Regions from separate parts of the Mus musculus genome. Here all the other regions are linked to region 2. The links are chromatin contacts, called in public Hi-C and HiCAR-type maps. All regions are on one chromosome and are shown on one strand. The core of a region is the stretch at or near the end of the contact, and the rest is flanking DNA. Distances in the headings are between cores, read along the strand shown.

Region 1 (4,570 bases), core at 1,266-3,765, 1.5 Mb after region 2:
AGCTGGCTGGGCTAAGAGTGCTTGCTGCTCTTATATAGGACTGAGTTTCAGCTCAGTTCCCAGTATTCAATATCAGGTGGCTTCCTAAGAGTCTGTAATTCCAGCTCCAGGCAATCTGACATCCTCTTCCGTGGAGACTCACAGGCACATGCACTTTCAGACACACACACACACACACACACACATACACACACACACACACACACGCAGGAGCACGAACACACATCTTTTTAAAACAGAGAAATAAAATTGCAAAATGCCCACATTATGTTTTCCCAGCTCGATCTGTTGTCTATTGTGAAGGCAGGCACTTCATTTCTTGCCAAGCTTTTGATTATGTCTTGGATAATATTTTCTATAGCTGTAAGAACCTCAGAACTGAAACAATAAACACAGTAAGATCTAATTTTATACCATGTAACATCTCCCAGATCAATACAAAGACAACCTCCCAATCCCCACCCCAACAGGATTTCTCTGTGGAGCCCTAGATGTCCTGGAACTCATTCTGTAGACCAGGCTGGCCTCAAACTCAAGAGATCTGCCTGCCTCTCTTTCCCAAGTGCTGGAATTAAAGGCATGGACATCTACCACCTGGCACAATTTCTTTATTTCATCATATTTTTGTTGTTTTGTTTTGTCTTGCTTTTGGAGACAAGGTCTCACAAGGTAGCAAAGGCTAACCTGGAACTCACCATGAAGTTCAGAATGGCCTCAAACCCACAATCCTCCCTTGCTTTCCTGGATGGTGGGATTGCAGATGTGGACCACCCCTCCTCGCTTCTGTTTGTCTCTTTAAGCCTTGCAAACACATGTCAGTAACCATCTCTCTTACCAAATTCTTACCTTGGCATGGATTCCAACAACTGTTCTCATAGCGCTTACTTACAAAAAATTAGATTTACCTGTAAATTCCTCTTTCAAAGAACCCTTTTGCATTAATGACGAGCTAATATAACTTACAAATACATTTTTTATTTGCTCACATTAACTTACTTCAATGTCGCTGAACTTCAATACAGACTTGGCTTGAAATACTACTGTAAAAATGTTTTAACTGAGGATGATGTAAGACTAGCTTTGAACTTCCTTCCCAAGAATTCAATGCAGAAACATTAACACACATATACGCTCCTGCAAGTGAGCAAGCGCGCTCGCTCTCACACACATACATACTTTCTTATAGCACATTGCCCTAAAATTGATATCATGACTAAAAATTAACCATCTTAAATTGTAATGATTCAAAAGGAAAAAAATTAATCACTACAAGAAAAGAAAAAAAAATGAATTTTGTACTAAATAGTTCACTTGGCCACAAAAAAATCATGCCTCTTTACCACAAAATATCAAGACTGAACCCAGCTTTCTCCAGCTGGCTGTTAATTTCACAAACCATCAGTTTAAAAAAAATATATATCTCAATCATTTTAAGCAACATTGGCACATTGCCTAAGGAGGAAAGCCAAGCTAAACAAAGAAGATGGGCAAAATGTTGAGTTTTAACAACCACACAATTCTCAACGTTTCTACTGTGTGTATGTGGGGGGGGGGATAGATCAGAAAATGGATTTTAAAACATTTACTATTTTCTAACACAATTTTTTTCAAAGTTTGGAATAGGCTGAGACAAATACTGAAGGTCAAGATATAGTCAGGTGAACCGTAGGAGAGTCTCTGTAGTTGGTTGTGAAGAAATTACTTACAATATGTTCATCTGTTCCCTTCAGGTTAAAAAAAAAAAAGTCTTATTATAAATTACTTAAAATGTGATGATGTCCTTGTTAGTTCTGAGAAATTAATTAGTGGTAGTTCAGAGAGTAAACGCTTTTCACTTTCTCTTTCCTCTTCTATCCCTCACTCCCAAACCTATTTTACACACACACACACACACACACACACACACACACAATTTTTTTTCAACATGGGGTTTCTCTGTCTAACAGCCCTGGCTATTCTGGAACTACTGATTTCAAACTCAGAAACCTGCCTGCCTCAGCCTCCCGGTGCTGAAATTAAAGCCCAGCTTTCATTTAAAACAAAAACAAAAACAAACAAAACAAAACAAGACAAAGCCCCATAAATCCAAAGCAAGTCTCAAGCTCTCTGACTATAAAGGACACTGATAAACCTAGGAACTAAGCCAGAGCGGGGCGCCTGGAACATTCTAGAAAACATCTGGTGTGTACAGGGTCCCGGTCACCACCAGGGAGCACTAGGGAGCACCGACTTCGGGGCTCGGACGTGGCCTCCGACGCTCTCCCCACGGAGGCCACCTCGGCGCCACGAGGAACCTTCCCGGGCTTTCCATGGCCCTGCCGAGCTGCTGTACCTAGAGGCCACGCGGGTGGCCCCGGCAGGGGTCTCCCCTGCGCCTCTCTTCACCATGGCCAACAGGGAAGCCCTGTGCCGATCCAGGGCGTCGAAGAACGAGGCCTCGGGCCCCATAGGCGCGAACGCCATAATGGCGGATGCGGAGCCGCTCTGAGGCCTCCTGCCCCTGCGAACCTTTCCGCGCTCTAGCCACGCGCATGCGCACTGCACCACTGACCGCGGGACAGCCCGCGGAGCAGAGTGCGCAGGCGCAGGGGCCTCTGAGGCGCCCCCCCAACACACACACACACACACACACACACACACACACACACACACACACACACACACACACACTACCCTTCAGGGAGGACATGAAGCTCTCAGATGCAGATCTCTGGGGTCGAGGTTTTCTTGGTCTGATAACTTAGGGGAAATAATACTTGCAAAGCTCTTTTGGGGGGTCATTTGGGGAGGTAATAATTACAACTTTTCACTAGGACGGTCATGGACCTGGGGATAGGTATGGGAGAAGGGAAACATTTCTGCCTGGTTTGGCTTCCTGCCTCTGTACCAGGTCCTCTCCACCTGCCTCCTCCTGTGTGCCGGGATTAAAGGCTTTTTACTGTCCAAAACATGTTTGGGATTTGCTTTTATTAAGAAGATTGTCGTTGGGGAAAGCTCGGCGTTAAGAATTTTAATGCACTTGTAGAGAGCCTAGGTTCATTCATTTCTTAGGACCCCCGCCAGGCAACTCATATCTGCCTAAAACTACACTTCCATGGGACCTCATGCCCTCTGGCCTCTGTGGGTTCCTGCATGCATGTGGTACTCACACATAAAAATATTTTTTTAAAAAAAGTGAATTTTTAAAAATATATAAAAAGTTGTTGCTTATCTGAAAATAGTATTTCCATCCTAAGCCTTAATAGCGTGAATATCACTTCCTCTCCTTGCAGACCTACGGTAAGACATGTCTCGCTTTATTCTCTCTGAGCCTTCTAGAGCAGAAGGTGGGATTTCTGAAGTCCTAGAGGAGCCTTGACTCTTAGAACCGTATCCTTAACAAAGAGAGACTGGGATGAGGTAAAAAACTGACTGGACCAAAGTGGCTTGAATCAAGGTGTATGAGAGATGCTGGGACTGATCCCGTGAGAGCCACCTGACCACAGGCCCCAGTTGATAGTTTTTATTTCTAATAGTCTAGTGGCAGAAATAACAGCCTCCTCTCTGCATGCCCATGCTGAGGCATCCCTTCCCTCTGAGGGACCAGCCACACTTCCCTATACTATTCTGTAGTATAGAATAGAGTTTATTTAGGGCATGGATGGGGAAGGGAGTTGAGAGAAAGGGGGGGTGGGGATAGAGGAGTAGAGGCTGGCTATGAGCACATGGGGGGGAGGAAGGGGGGAGGGAAATGGGGAAAGAGGGGGAAGAGGGGAAGAGAGCAAGGACAGGAGAGCAAGAGAGAGAGAGAGAGAGAGAGGAGGGGGCAAGCAACCCCTTTTATAATGAGTCAGGCCCAGCTGGCTATTGCCAAGTAACTATGGAGTGGAGCCTAGGCTAAAAGCCAACACTGCGTGTGTGTGTGTGTGTGTGTGTGTGTGTGTGTGTGTGTGTGTGTGTGTGTGTGAGACCTGTGTGAAGAGCCTTTCTTTATCATTATCACACTCCTTCCTGTTGCCTCTCATGTGCTATGCAGTGCTGGTTACCAGAGGGATGAGGGAGCTAGGTCTCTGTCCTCAGGAAGCCCTCAGCCCAAGGAGATGCAGCAACTGAACACAAACGGGCGAACCTCAGGTAAGTGTACCAGGAGATAGGTACACTTGAAATGAGTAGGGAAAACTCACCCTCATTTTCTGGATGGAGAGTCTGGGCTCAGAAAGGTTGAGAGCTGCATGCGAGGCTGAGCATGCGAGCCGGTTCTCCAAGAGGGAGGCTTTGATGCCAGGTTCATGTCAGATCCTGGGGAACCCAGGGGCCTCCAGGGGTCTGGCTCAGGGTGGGCTGGCATTTTGCAGGGTTCTTCCTGGCGGAACTAGCCCTTTGTCCTGAGTGGTGGCCTTTTTGTTTGTTTGGTTGGTTGGTTTGGTTTTGGTTTTAGTTTTCCTCCGGAGGACAGCCACACAACAGGCAAGCTTCAGAAGGACTTGAAGAGGGAGGGCAAGGTGACATCACAGCTTTCTTCTGAGTTTCACACACGGCTCCCCTTTTATGTCCCTTGGAGACAGACCTGAATCGCAGGTCTACAGACTCC
Region 2 (4,628 bases), core at 1,958-4,457:
CAAGGCCACACCGCCTAATAGTGCTCCATAGGCCAACTATATTCAAATCACCACAGTAGGCTTAGAAGAAACATTTCTTTACCCACAGACCCACCTCCCTTTCCAAATAAAAGTTTGCTGAAATTTTAATATGAAAATTAAATTCTAGTTACCCAGTAATGCCAAGATGGGTTATTTTTAAGTTTTTGGTTTTTTGTTTTGTTTTGTGTGTTTAGTGAATAAGATTTAGGGTTGCGTTGGTTTTGGGAATCTTTCTAATCTTTTCCAAAATGGCTTGACTTTTTCTCCAACCTGTAGATCTCATTTACAAATATGGTCTCAGTAGATGAGAGGCTGACATACAAGCCACACCTACAGGACCCAGAGAAGTAAGTAAACCAGGCATCGACCTGACTCAGTGAGGAGGCTCTTTCGGGTCTTGGTAGATTACTCTTTGCAAACCAAGCATGAGTCATCTGAAGCTATGCTTGTTTTGCCAGAACTGTCCTGACCCAGGAAGCCCTCATCACAGTGAAAGGGGTCAGCCTCAGCAGCTACCTGGAAGGACTCATGGCAAGCACCATATCTTCCAATGCTAGCAAAGTAAGTGCACCGGTCTCCATGCCAGTCCTCACCACCCAGCTTCACTCCGCTAAAGGCTGGTGCTGAATGCAACTGTCCCCAAGCTGACGGGAAGTTTGGGGGAAAGATGCCTAGCACGTTGTTTCTTTAGCACATTTCATCAAGTCATTCCGTTGAGGTGTACAGGCAGCAAAACAAATGTGCTCTGCCCTCACAACACTCAAGGAGGCAGCGTTAATCATATTCTGTTAGGAAAGCAAAAGTAAAGGCAGGCCCGAGGGTTAATGAAGGTTTGCTAATTGATGTTTTTTGCCAAGTGTTAAGAAGGAGGGAAGGACTTGGTGCAAGCAGTATCCAGAAAGAACATTCGAGTGGGGGCTGCCCCTTCATTCCTCAAGAAACTGTAGAGCCACGGGAAGGAAGAGGGCGAGTTGGGGGGGGGGGGGGGTTAAAGACCAGATTCCAAGGTGTGTGTATGATTGATTTACAGTGTTGATATAAAAAGAAAAGGGGCGTGACCAAGCTAACCAGTCAGTCAGCAAGACACCCTGCCACTCAATTGTACGATTCTGAGAACATCTTCTGTATACAAAATAAAATTTGTTTCTGGATCAAGCCAATTGCTCAAGGCATTTGGTATTTGGTAAATAATAACTGAAAAGAGAAAGACAGCGAGGACAAGAGATCTGTCCCTGTGGTTTAGTTAGCCTGTAACACACACACACACACACACACACACACACACACACACACACCAAACGTGGTCACACCTTCACTGTTGCTAACAATAAATGCGTTGCACTTTTTAAGGGCCGAGAAGCAATGGAGTGGGTGATACATAAACTGAACGCTGAGATTGAGGAATTGGCAGCATCAGCAAGAGGAAGCATAAGGACACCAATGGCGGCAGCGGCAGCACTGGTGGACAAATGACAATGGAAATTGGTGTGCAGCATCAGGGCTCCAGGACTCTCAAGCTGGCATCATATTATTTGTTATTTAAAAGACACAATTATTTTAGGTAGATCTTTTTTTTTAATGAGGTGGGGTAAGGCTGTGACTTTTGATCTAAACAAAAGATCCAGAACCTCTAAATCAGAGGGATCATCTGAGGGGAGGATGTAAGACTGGGAGAGGCTGTGTTCATGTGAACAGTTAACGGGTTTGTTTGCTGTTGTTGTTGTTGTTGTTTAAGTACTTAGAAGAAATTGGTGTTGATCTGGAGTCTCTTAAAGCTCCAGGTACTGGAACACTACCTGGCTGCGGACCAACCAGAGCAGAGCCCAGCCGCCCTCCTGTCCACAGCTGCCCGCTGCTGTGAACCAGAACTGCCTGCATGAGGGACTCACTCTACAAAGAGAACCTGTAAAATTTAAATGACATTAATTTATATAAAATAACCTGCCCTGCTGGAAACCAGTGTTTGGATTTGGTACTTTTAAATGATATTTTTGGAGTGAAAATTAACAGTAAGGTAATATATGACTCCAGCAAAAATAGTATTTTATTGTATTAACGGGTACTATAATAATTTGCCAAATTTTGTGACTTAGTAAAGGCATTCCCTTCCTTGAATTTGTACTTTGTGATTTCGCATGCTGTACTGTGGGCTGGTTATGTTAACCGAAAAAATAAAGTCATTACCTGAGTGTCTCATCACTCTTAACAGAACACTGAGACAGAAGAGCAGCTCTTCCCATCTCTGAGCACTTCACATTGACTTATAAATGTCATGGGTTTGTAGTTGCTAAGACATGGTATGTCAGGTTATCGGAATATGAGTACTTCTTGAGGCAGTTAAGACCACAAAACAGCTTTATTACATGAAGAGCTGTCCATCATTTGAGACAACACATGTCACCTAGGACCCAGATCTTCTCACCTTAACTCAGGGCATTAGATGAGAAGAGCCTGGAGGAACACCATGGTCTGAGGGAAGTCCTAGAAGATTGCGCCCCGTGGGGACTCAGGATGGCTGCAAAACAGCCACAGAGATTGTCTAAGTGGTGTTGGCTTTGATGTGTACAGTTTTGCCTGGGTGACTGGTGACTGCCTTTTGCCTTTTATGGGGTGGGTTTTCCTGAAGAGACCAGTTAGCATGCATACAAAACCACAACTTCAAGTTCTTAGCTTCCTACTTTAAAGGATTACTCAGTTTAATAATTCTTTGGACATTTGTAAAAGATTTTTAAAAAGTAAAGGAAAAATCGTTTGACAAGTGGAATGAATGTTCCAGCTAAACAGAGCACTACTTAACATTGTTGGACAAAGTGTCAGGTACGGTTTCTAGGAGTTACACCTGTTCTGGAAGGGTCTGATGCCCTGATGATGTTTTTTTAAGTATATACATTTCCACTTTGCAATGTGGTTCCATCGTGAATTCTGCCTGAGTACAAATGGAATCCTGGGCATGGGTACATGCAGACAGGAACATTAGCTGTCACTCAGAGCGGGCTCGAGGAGGCCCCGCCCCCTGCCCGCAGCACCTGGAAGGTGACCGGCATGCAGCGGCCTCGCTTTCCCAGGTGTCTCTACGGCCACAGCTTCCGGTAGCCGCTCGGCCAATGGGCAAGGCGCGACCGGCGCTCCTATTGGCTCCTGGTTGGCAAGGGCGGGATGAGGCGCTGACTGGCAGGTCCGCGTACCCCACCCCTTCCGCTACTCAGGCCTGACCTTCCTGCTGCCGGGCCGGTTTGAGGCTACTCTGAAGCGACCCAGCGGTTCTGCCCGACGCGCCCGCTCGAGACACCATGGTGGCGTACTGGCGACAGGCTGGACTCAGGTACGCCCAGAAAGCGTTGGGAAGGCCTGGCCGGCCGTCACCAGGCCGTACGAGACGGCCAAGCCACGCGGCCACCCTCCAAGATGGCGTCGCCGTGGACAAGGCTCTTCGCGGGGTCATGGGGTCAGGGACCCTAAACAGAGGTGGCTGCTCCTCGGGAGAGGTAGCCTACAGTACCTGCATGATCGCTGTGACGGCCAAGTGCACAGCACCCTTGACCTGGCCACGCTGACACTGACCTTGCTCACCTGCGCAGAGGGAGGGGCGCACAAGTTCATTTTCAAGTGTGACCTTAGTGACCTTTTCCCAGTAGTGAAAAAAGGTGAAAGCCCTCTAACCTGTGGAGCGCCCTGCAGGGGCCCCGTGATGGGTGCGAGCTGTGGGCCTAGGAGTGGTGGTGCATGGTTTCCTTGCTCCAGGGAGTGCATCTTGTTAGTGTGCTGGGTGGAGGAACACCTTTCTGGGTATCAGGCTGAAGGCCCAGTGCCCCGACAGAGTTCAAGCAAAGTTGTGTAGAACAAAAGGACGGTAGGCTCACAGTTGATGCCTCTTATTAAACTATCTCCCATGGCGTCCATCACCTTATTTTCCTGCGCCCAGCCGCTTGAAGGACAGCTATTATTTTTACCCCGGTGCTTTGCAGGTTAAACCCTTTGCTCCTGAGCTCCCCAAACAGATTTAAAGCAGGAGAAACAGCCAGCCACTCCTCCATCTCTGGTTTCAAAAAGTGTGAAAAGTGCTATCTTCTGGGATAATAGTGTTGACAGGTGAATCCATCTACCTAACAGGAAGTTTCCTCTGAGCTCTGTTTGCTACTGGTGATGTTCTCTGAGAAGTTTGGAAACCTTGGTTAGGAAGTGTTTTCACGATAGACAAGAGCAAAAATCCAATATTTTCAGCAGTGCCTTTAATAGTTGACCATGAAAAGCACTCTTTTAATTCAAAATAGCTTTCCTAATTGTGTGTGTGTGTGTGTGTGTGTTGTAGGAATAATATAATTAAAGCAATTAAATACAGAAATGGGCTGGGGAATCTTTCCTACATTGTGGGACTTAAAAAAGCAAACAAACCAACCAACCCTTATTTTAAATTACTAAGTCCTGAAAAGATACACTGCCAAGAATTGTGACCTCCCAGCCAAGTACCAGCTGATCTGGGGGGCACAGTTCCGATTGTTTCCTTTGAATAGATCCTGTTTGATATTGCCCAGTTTTCAGTCCAATTTTACCTTAGTAATCAACCAAAATTATGGAAAGAAAACCAGGGTATCACACCTCATGACACC
Region 3 (4,460 bases), core at 810-3,309, 1.2 Mb after region 2:
CCTCAGGTTCTATAAGTACACACAGTGTGACTGACAGTCAAGAGACTGGTGAGTTTGTACCTCAGCTTCAGAGTCCTGCAGGGAAAGCCAGGGCTCTAGGTGTGTGTCTTTGTAGACGCCCTGCCCTGCTGCCCGAGAGAGTGTTGTAAGCCAGAGTCTAGACCTTGGGGACGAGCCACTGTTTGGGGAGCACTGTGGCTCTTAGCTCAGATGTGGCCGTGAGATGGGCGGGAAGGACTCTGATGTCTTCACCTTTAACGGCTCTTAGGTCACAGGTTCTACAATGAGCCACAGGGCTTCACGCCCACTCCACAGAGTCCGCTGATGTCTCACCAACTAAGGAGCCTCAAAGCCAGAGCTGCCTGTGTCCCGGGTCTCCCACAGTAGGTCGGACGGAGCCGGAGACTCCCCAGCTGTGCACGGTGCTCAGTTGGCCTGTGGCGTCCGTGCAGATAGGAAAGATTTGAAGATTTGTGTTGGTGACTGTGTAGTGTAGACTCCTTATCATCCATCCCTCCTTCCCCGAATAGTGGGTCAGAGTTGCACACCGCACTCACCACTTTGGGTTACATGAGTACAGGGGAATAGAACTTGGGTACCCTGGATCTTAGTTAGTGTGTGCTCTACCGCTGACCTGCCCCAAACCCCTCTCTCTACTGAAGTGCGTGAAATAAGTCACTTAGAGGGGACCAAAAAAAAAAAAAAGACCCCAAAGCATCATGCTGTGGTCATGAGCACAGTGTGTCCAAGTGACCGTTCAAAGGACAGACTCCAGACAGAGCTGGCTAGTGTGTTTCTCGGTCTGCAGTGACAATAGGCTGATTCTTATGACTGGAAAGACAACAGAGAGCTCCTTATTTAACTCCAAACTCAAAGAATTTGACCAACGATAAGGACAAAAGGCAAAGTGCCCCTGTCCCTGGGGCCAGTCCTGCACGAGATACTCTCAGATGTGGCTGCCTAGGGGCTGGAGGAGGGCAGGAGGTGGGCATTGGGAGTTGTGGGAGTGGCTATGAGAGTGAGGGACTGATCATAGGGCGTGCACTGTCCTGGAGTCACCACGGGGAGTGGATAGCCACGAGAGGAGTAGGTGACCATGGGGAAACAGACTGGTGGTGGTATTGGGAGCAGGCAGCCACCTGAGCCACAGGGAAATGGGATTCCATGTGAGCTGCCAGGGAAGCGAGTGACCAGTCACATGGGTGATCAGTCACATGGGTGACCGTGGGGAAATGAGCTACCCCTTGAAAAGCCACTGGGTATGAATGAGCTCTCCTGGGGTTTAAGTGACCAGGGAGGGTCAGTAGGGGCCAGAGGTCACAGCATGTGGGCCCTACCCTAACTCTTGCCTTCTTTCTAGTTAGGTTCAGGAAGACCCCTGGCCTGGCTGCACTTGTCTGAAAGGGATAAGAGTAGCCATTTGTGAGAGTGTGGGGTGCTGTTCTGAGGACTGACCAGTGGCAGGCAGGTCCCAGGCTTCCAAGTTCAGAGACCCAGGTCTGAATCCCTGTGCTGGGTTAGGTCTGTCCCCAGGAAGGGAGAGAGTGTGTGTGGTACCCCAGAAGTGGCCCGGTCCCAGTCGTCTTCCATAACGCCAAGTTCCCTAATCAACATTTCTCCTTGGGGAGACCAGGCCCTGTCCCCACCACACAAAGCTTAGTCACACATCGAGACTGCCAGTCTAGACATGTCACTCTGGGGAGTAATCCCTTGAATTCTGAAGGGTCAGGGTTTTTGGGGAGAGCCCAAGTAGGCTGACACAGGAAAGGGGTGGGTAGTGGCTTCAAAGGAGGTAGCCCAGCATGGGACCAGACCACCACTGAAACCTAGGCTGTCCCCCCACAGAGATGCCCCGGGTAGCCCAGTCTAGCTGACATCCACAGCGTTTGCGGGCCCAGCACTGCTTAGCTGACACTGGCTAAATAAAAACCCAACAGCCTGTGCCAATAAGTCTGGGGCAGGCTGCCAGTGAAGACAAAGGCCCAGAGGCAGTGTCGGGCCATGTCTGTGCCAGAGGAACTCCAGGCACTCTGTGCCTGCTCTGCCCAGTCTGAGGAGGCCAGGATGTCTGAAGTCTTGGCAAGAGAGGACCAAGTGGAAAAAGTCCCCAGTGAGACAGGAACCTCAGCTGTGCCGAGTCACTGTGCCCATTGGTGACAAGAAGGTCTGGCATGTACCATGTGAGAGCCGCAGCTGCTCAGGGAGAGGCAGCCCCCCCCCCCCGCCCTCTCCCACCCCCTCAGCTCTCCTCCTCCAGCAGCAGAGGCCCCACTGCTTTGAGCCTCAGTCACCTTGCTGGGATCATAGCGCTTTGGCAATGTCTGCAGACTTCGTTGTCAAAAGTAAGAGTGTGTGAAGGGTGTTAGTGGCACTGGATGGGAGACCCTGGGGTGTGGCTGAATTGCCACAAGTGCACAGTACAATCCCCTCATACCCACACCCCATCCCGGCCACTGCCACCACATACACAGTGTCTTTCTTTCCTTAAGCACAGTTATCTGAAGAATTGGGGTTGAATGCAGTCCAAGCCCAGAGACCTCATCCCCAGCGTGGTGATGCTATTGGAATTAAGAGAGAGGGTAGATAGGAAACTGGTCTGAGCAGGACTAGAAAGTGAAGAAGCTCTTGCATGAGGAAGACCAGCAACCCTCAAATGGGATCTGAGGCCACCCACAGCACGGTCCACAGCACCGTGTCCTGCTGCCCTCACAGCAGCTCCCAAAGTGAGGGGGCTACCTGGACAAGGAGGGCAGTGAGAAGCTTAGCGGTGCTTAGCTGAGCTGTGGCTACCTGCTGTGTGATGTCCCCAGTCATCTCTGTCTTCTCAGGTCACCTGTCATTGCTCAGAAGTCCCCAGGGCTGGAGAGTCACAGGGGCTTGTCACCAACCAAGCCAGTGTCTTGGGAGCCACTAGTCTTGGGGTAGGATTTGCCTGGCCTTCTGGAGCTCCCAAGACCATGGAGGACTGGAAGGAGCGAGACTTTGAGGATGGGCCTGATCCTGCAGTATCTCAGGAGGCCTTGGGGTGACTTGGTTACTGGGGAGTTTTGTGGAGCTGAGAGCAGGTCAGTTGGCACACTCTTCAACAGCTGCTATTTGGATAGCAGAAGGCAGAGAGGGGTCATCCAGCCAGCTCCAAGACTGGTGATGGACGACTGGGCCGGTTGAAGGGAGAGGTTGAGGTTATGGTGAAGATAGAGGCCACAGGCAGGCAGACCCAGCCGCCCAGGGTTCATGGATGAGACCCAGGGCCTGGGTGGGTATGAGGTAAGAGGTTGGTCTCCAGACAGAGCGCAGTGGAGGGAGAGCTCACACAAGGCCCTTCTTGACAAGGGTGCTGCTGGGATTGTGGGTGGTTCCTGGAACCCACTGCCTCATTTGCCCTGGAAGTCTATTTTCCCTGAATAATTAATCACTCCCCCTCAGGCCAGAGACCCTGTGTTGGAGGACAACCCTGCCAGACAGGTTTTGTCTGCCTGATTGGCCAAGAGCTTTCCAGGGCATTGGGAGGGGAAGCTTCTTAGGCAAGGGCTGGGCTGTTTGAGAAAGGTGTGGTAATTGATTAGTTTTGTCTGTGCTTGTGGCTAGGTGGGGGCAGACATATGGGGCGATTCGGGGTGTATGTATGGGGGACTCCCAGGTGCAAAAGGTGAGTGAGTTCTTTCTCTTTCTGCCTGGGGCGCCCTAGATAAAAGTCTCTTTTGCTCTGGCTTTGGGGACCAACTGCTAAGGAGACAGGCTGTGGTAGCTGGTTTCTCCATCCCTGGAGAGCTTGGGGCAAGTCCAGCCTGGATAAGAAGGAAGTCACTCCCGCTCAGTCCCTGAACAATAGAACACGCTGTTCCAGGCAGGGCCTGGTCTGTGCCCTTCCCTGGCAGATGCACTGGGGGCTGCGTTTCTGTCTAGATAAACCCAGTCCTTTTCCCAGAGTGCAGAGCCTAGGTTGTAATTGCAGGAGGAACATGCTGAGGAATAGCCATTAAAAATGAGTGTAGAAACCCAAACAGAACCCAGAAAAGCACTCAAGGCTCGGTCCTAGAACACCGAGGCTGTGGCTCTACAGAAGCAATTCCTGATTCTCCGAGGGTCCCCAAGACTGGCGTGGCCTCTTGCACCAGTGGCTTAGTGTAATCAACCTCTCTCCGGGAATCCTATACCTGAGGCTGGGAAGATCTCGAAGCATTCATTGTGCTCAGCACTACATTCACTGTGCCCAGCACTACATTCACTGTACCCAGTACTACATTCACTGTGCCCAGCACTACATTCACTGTGCCCAGTACTACACTCACTGTGCCCAGCACTACATTCATTGTGCCCAGCACTACACTCACTGTGCCCAGTACTACACTCACTGTGCCCAGTACTACATTCACTGTGCCCAGCACTTTGACCACCATGACCAGCACTATACTCATCACACTGAGTTGCCCTGGTGACTGTATACTCCTCCCTTGGTA

What was found. Hi-C and Micro-C count contacts between places; a contact is called where the count stands out from the background. HiCAR-type assays count read pairs that join an accessible place to other places.
Region 1: a Hi-C map of B cells shows a contact between it and region 2, with 6 read pairs. The contact joins the promoter of Spo11 here to the promoter of Atp5e in region 2. A contact is called at or near these places in 2 of 39 promoter capture datasets (the C10 cell line and pre-B cells), 1 of 484 Hi-C or Micro-C datasets (B cells) and 1 of 115 datasets of contacts at active chromatin or transcription factors (large pre-B cells).
Region 3: a contact with region 2 is called in a HiCAR-type map of astrocytes, with 3 times the contacts expected there. The contact joins the enhancer-like site here to the promoter of Atp5e in region 2. A contact is called at or near these places in 5 of 39 promoter capture datasets (cranial neural crest, hippocampal neurons, liver and 2 more) and 1 of 115 datasets of contacts at active chromatin or transcription factors (astrocytes).

Annotation. Positions count from the first base shown.
Region 1 is chr2:172,977,787-172,982,356 of GRCm38.p6, reverse strand. It overlaps Spo11 (SPO11 meiotic protein covalently bound to DSB), which reads right to left and starts at 2,515. Exons shown (of 13, transcript NM_012046.2): 1 at 2,333-2,515; 2 at 265-378. The coding sequence starts at 2,463. It overlaps Gm52538 (a long non-coding RNA gene), which reads left to right and starts at 3,237. Exons shown (of 3, transcript XR_003953974.1): 1 at 3,237-3,279; 2 at 4,016-4,113.
Region 2 is chr2:174,462,680-174,467,307 of GRCm38.p6, reverse strand. It overlaps Atp5e (ATP synthase, H+ transporting, mitochondrial F1 complex, epsilon subunit), which reads left to right and starts at 3,207. Exons shown (of 3, transcript NM_025983.3): 1 at 3,207-3,343. The coding sequence starts at 3,312. Prelid3b (PRELI domain containing 3B) reads left to right here. Exons shown (of 6, transcript NM_025531.2): 4 at 298-368; 5 at 480-582; 6 at 1,372-2,217. The coding sequence ends at 1,494.
Region 3 is chr2:173,255,385-173,259,844 of GRCm38.p6, reverse strand. All of the region lies in intron 1 of Pmepa1 (prostate transmembrane protein, androgen induced 1), which reads left to right. Among named protein-coding and RNA genes, the nearest start is that of Pmepa1, 19 kb to the left of the region's middle. Within about 2 kb of position 2,059, at least 139 of the 459 cell types and tissues checked have an H3K27ac peak or open chromatin away from gene starts, as enhancers often do. A contact at or near this core is called in astrocytes, where this site is marked.